2 separate regions of the Danio rerio genome follow, and region 2 is linked to region 1. A link is a contact called in public Hi-C data. All regions are on one chromosome and are shown on one strand. Each heading gives the region's core, a stretch centred on a gene start, on an enhancer-like site or on the middle of the called end of the contact. The rest is flanking DNA. Distances are from core to core; before and after follow the strand shown.

Region 1 (2,723 bases), core at 139-2,638:
TTGCCAAATTCAGAAAGGATTAAGAGTTGAATAGCAATGATGGAAAAGCACATTACTCTAACCTTAACAGAAACTGTAAAGTTATCCCTCAAATCTGATTGGCTGATTGGAATATTGTTTCAGGATCAATATAGATGTCCTACTTAGAGAAATCACACTAACCATAAAATGTTTACTTCAGTAACACTCAGACAACAAATTCCCCAGTATAGCCTAACCTCTGTCTATTCTGAAGAATTCCATGGATGCTTTGTTCATATACAGTTGAAGTCAGAATTAGTAGCCCCCCTGTTTATTTTTTCCCCAATTTCTGTGAAAAACGGAAAGATTTTCAACATTTCTAAACATAATAGTTTTAATAACTCATTTCTAATAACTGGTTTATTTTACCTTTACCATGATGACAGTAAATAATATTTCACTAGATATTTTTCAAGACACTTCTATACCACTAAAAGTGACATTTAAAGGCTTAACTAGGGTAATTAAGTTAACTAGGCAGGTTAGGGTAATTAGGCAAGTTATTGAATAATGATGGTTTGTTCTGTAGACTATTGAAAAAATATAGCTTAAAAGGGGCTAATAATTTTGACTTTAAAATGTTTTTTTTTAATTATTATTAAAAACTGCTTTTATTCTAGTCAAAATAAAACAAATCAGACTTTCTCCAGAAAAAAATAATACCAGACATGCTGTGAAAATTTGTTAAACATAATTTGAGAAATATTATAAAAAAAAAAATCGAAGGCAGCTAATAATTCTGACTTCAACTGTATCATCCACCAGATGTATATCATATTTTTTAACTACATATTTGTATTATAATATGATAAAAGAAGATTCTTGACTCTGGTTTTAACCACGTTAATATTTATATTATAAAAGTGTACGTGAATTATAAACACTTTAATTACTTTTTAATACCATGTCTTAATGTACTGTGATTAATGAATAGGGAAGTATGGTGGTCAGTTGTAGATATTTTCAGTACAATCTTTCCTTTAATAAAAAGAACGTGAAAATGATGTCTTAATGTAGGGTTTGAAACCACAGTCTTTATTTTGCAGACAGATGTTTAACCACTAAGCCACAACGCCCCATTATGGTCATCCAGCAGGACTCACTTTGTTCCGGTGGTGTCCACAGTCTGTATGAAGAAGAAGCGAGCAGGAAGGACAGCGTTTGTCTCCAGTCCTGGACCCCACACCAAAGTTTTGCTCGCGCTGGGCGCTGCCGCTGCCTTTGATCTCCGCGTCAGGAAAATGATGCAAGACATCAAGAGCAGCAAAAGTTTCCTCAACATGTTTATGGAGAAGGGCTTTCAGTAGTGGACGCGTTCATTTGTCATCTCCTCCTCATCACAATGGCAACGCTCAAAAGAGCTCTGAATAAAACAGCTTAAAACACTAATAATACATGTTTTACCACATACTCACATTCTGTGGAATATCAGCAGCTCGGTGCAAACTAACCGTACGTTCACACCGAAAGCGGCGAGAGCGTCCAAGGTCGCTCTGGCCGCCCTGGCGACAACGCTGACTGCCTTCAGCTCCGGCGGCGAGAGCGTCAAAACTCGCTACACTGATCTCATATTTAAAGGAGCCGTTGCAGCATATCAGTTACATTCCTGCATAAGGCATGTTTTTAGCGTGAAAATGTTGCGCACTTTTTTATCAAATTCATATAACAATGGAATATCAAGTTGCGTGTGGTGTGGCTTTGCTCTATTTATTCAATATGTGTCCGTATGTCTGAAATATCCTGAAGCAGCAGTACTGTTTTGTACTGTCACATCGCGTGAGATTCCCGCTTTTTAAAGATAAATTTATATAACATTAATGAACATCAGTAACTCGCCAGTGACTTATTTAATGTATGTTCCTGTAAGAAAACATTGTAAATAATTGGAAATCCGGCGACCGCAATAATCAAACCCTTGGGAACAACTGTGGTCGGAACCAAAGTTCACAGGTCTGTGTTCCCTGAACTGCTATCAAGCAGTGGACGTCTTCATTCTGATTGCTTGCCGCCGAAACGCGTCATAGCTCATTACCATAAAGTTGACTTCATTTCAACTCTCCTCGACGCTCACGCCGGCGAAGACGCGCCGCGCTGCTCCTCGCCGCTTATCGTCGCCTATCGCCTCCGGCTCTCATTGAAAATGAATGACTTCCGGCTACTTTGACGCTCTCGCCGCTTTCGGTGTGAACGTACGGTAACCCACAGAAACACTCGTGTGAAAAATCTCTGTGAACGTGAATATGATTGGACGTTCGAACCTTGTGTACTATGATGCCACAATTTACTGGAGGGTGATTGGCTGTGTAATAGGAAGAGGAAAGACGCTTGCAAATGTTGCTTGGAGTCGGCGCTGTGTGTATTTGGTTGAGCGTAACGGATCTGTCAGTCACAATGTGCATATTATCAGCTACAAACATGACAAAAGGTGTTGTTACTAAAGTGAAGCTGTGGCGACCGCTGTCTTTCATTGAAGAGAACCCAGCAACAATGACGGTGGGGACTGCGAATTTACCATGACACATTCTTGAAGGATGGCTAGATACTGTAACGTTAGATGTGTTCTGGCTAATTTACGTCCTGGACATGAACACACATTAATTGTTTAATCTTCCAGGTTTTAAATAGTTTGTCCAAACTTAGCAAAAAAAAAAAAAAAAACATAAAAATACAAGGAATGTCACTGGTTATAACTAGAAGTAAAA
Region 2 (2,723 bases), core at 71-2,570, 310 kb after region 1:
CGCACTGTGTGTGTAGGCATGGGCCGGAATAAGATTCTGATTTTATAACCTTGGAAAAAATATCACTGTTTCACGATATTGTAATTATTCCTCCAAAATAAATTATTTTTAAATGTCTGGGACACAACAACTTTTGCCCCTATTGAACACAATAGATTTATTTTATATATATATATATATATATATATATATATATATATATATATATATATATATATATATATTAGACCAGTAGCTTTTAGTGTAGAGGTTCCTTTTTTGCTGGAGATTCTGTTGCCCTAAAAAAACTAACTAAAGTAATCGTGAAAAAAAAACAAAAAAACATACACATACCTTAGAAACTGTATAACTGAAAACATTACGGTTTTAAAACTTTTACTATTCACAACTGTTTATCGTCCCATCCCTGTGTGTGTGTGTGTCTGTGTAAACTTTCTAACAACATTGTGTGCGACTCATCATAGAAAGGCTTGAATTAACTCCACAACAAATACATCAAATAATCATTGGGAGATTTCTTACTGAAGTATTTCTCACAAACTTTACGGGAGATCTTTTTGTCACTGTGCTGTTTATCTGTCGCAGCCGAGGCAGAGATTGAGGCACACTCCGACAGGCACGAGGGAACGGTGGGCAGGGTGAATTGGCATTAAGGGCGCAGGCCACAAAAACAGCTACATTGTGTTCAAAGCAGAAAATTCCAAACTTCTAAAGGTATAATAAATAATCTGAGAGGTGTTTTGAGCTGAAACTTTACAGACCCATTCTGGAGACACAAAAGACTTATCTTAAATCTTGATTAAGGGGTAAAATAGGTGCCATTTAAAGGAATATCAGCTGAAGTCAAAACAGCAATGTTCAATTTGTCACTGAAATCTTTGTAAGGTTAGAAATGTCAGAAAGATTAGTTAAAGGTCTAAGATGCACCATGCAGAAACCATTATGGAAAACATATCAATCAGAATTTTTTTTACCGTGTTAACAGCAGTCATTCAGGTTAACATGGAGTTTAAACACGTAAATAAAAGGAGCTCATTTAAGAACGATGTCTAAGGGTTAATTACTTTAGAAACGAAGATAAGTTTATGTTGTCTTAAATTTGTACTTCAGTTACACGCAAAAAGTATGAAATAAATACGCTCAACGAAAATAATACAAAGCAATGTGAGAGTACAGATGACTACTCACCAGTTTCATGTATCTGGAGAGTTTAATGTAAGATTAACGCGATGATTCGGTATTTTGAGAAATGCTGTTAACGTTACATTCACACGTTTAGCAAAATAAACAACATGAAAACTGAATGAGATAAAATACAGTTCAAACCTTTAATTTTCCTCCTGTTTAGATCAGAGCAAGTTTCCTAGTTCAGCATCACGCTAACGTTTAGCGGAAATGACGTCCAGGATGTTGCTGAAAAGTCTATATACAATTCAAAACGCTTTACCAAAATATGTTGTGCATTAACCATTTTAAAATAATACATTTAGTCAGTATTTATAAAATCTTATTTTTATATCAAACTAAAAAAGTAAATAACAACTACTTGTTAAAAGTAATGTGATGCTGTGTACAATAAAAATCCCTTTAATTGTCTTTGGAACAATCCTACGGTACAAGTACCGACACTCGGCATGTAAAGTACACATGTTTATATGTTTGAATGAACGTATTTTGCTTAGACTTGTAAGGTTTAATTGTAAAAGCTTTTGTCATAGACGAAAGGAAGCCGCTTCCGCTGTGCTGCTTCCTTGTTGTTCACAGTGAAGACTACACGTGTGTCCAGAGAGTGATGCCAGTAAACAGAAAAAGAGAACAAGGAAAAGATGCTGCCGTGAGTCTGCCAGTGTTTAAATTCAGTTTATGTTGGTTGTAACAGGATAGGCTCAGTGCCATTAACTTTAGGAATCATGTCATTGAAATGTATTTTCGCCACTTAAAAACTGTCAAAAGTATCCCGTATTATGGTTCTCTGGCGTAGTTTAGTAGTGGTACTGCATAATAAAAATACTAAATTATATAATATATGATGACAATATGTGAACTGGAGTGTGAGGTGTCTAGGGGCCAAAGGCAGGGGCGGGATTTAACCAATAAATAAGGTAAACAGTCACTTAATCCCCCAGAGAATCTGGGAGCCCCCGATAAATGTATGGAAGCATAAATTATACCTACAAATTATGTAACATAGTTTACTATCATATGTTGGTGAAGGTCTAACAAATTTTAACGTCATTATTGCATGCAAAATTGTCCCCCGCCCCTAATCAGAGCAGTTTATTCAGGTAACAAAAAATTTAGTTTTAAAAATTAAATAGTTGATTTATTGTTTTAAATTGTGAATTTATTTTAAGAAAACAAATAATTTATAGTGTAGAGATTGTATTAAAATATAAAGTATTAAAGCAAAGGGCAGCACGGTGGCGCAGTGGGTAGCACAATCGCCTCACAACAAGAAGGTTGCTGGTTTGAGCCTCGGCTGGGTCAGTTAGCATTTCTGTGTGGAGTTTGCATGTTCTCCTCGTGTTGGCATGGGTTTCCTCCGGTCACTCCGGTTTACCCCACAAGTCCATAAACCTCTAGTACAGGTGAATTGGGTAAGCTAAATTGTCCGTATTTTATGTGTGTGATTGAGTGTGTATGGATGTTTTACAGTGATGGGTTGCGGCTGGAAGAGCATGCGCTGGCGGTTCATTCCATTGTGGCAACCCCAGATTAATAAA

What was found. Hi-C and Micro-C count contacts between places; a contact is called where the count stands out from the background.
Region 2: a contact with region 1 is called in a Hi-C map of hematopoietic stem cells, with 2.3 times the contacts expected there. The contact joins the promoter of gtf2e1 here to the promoter of poglut2 in region 1.

What each region holds. Positions count from the first base shown.
Region 1 is chr9:29,081,638-29,084,360 of GRCz12tu, forward strand. It overlaps poglut2 (protein O-glucosyltransferase 2), which reads right to left and starts at 1,389. Exons shown (of 10, transcript NM_200931.1): 1 at 1,125-1,389. The coding sequence starts at 1,303.
Region 2 is chr9:29,391,717-29,394,439 of GRCz12tu, forward strand. It overlaps gtf2e1 (general transcription factor IIE, polypeptide 1, alpha), which reads right to left and starts at 1,321. Exons shown (of 5, transcript NM_001045145.1): 1 at 1,189-1,321. lcmt2 (leucine carboxyl methyltransferase 2) reads left to right here and starts at 1,793. Exons shown (of 14, transcript NM_001128557.1): 1 at 1,793-1,834. The coding sequence starts at 1,793.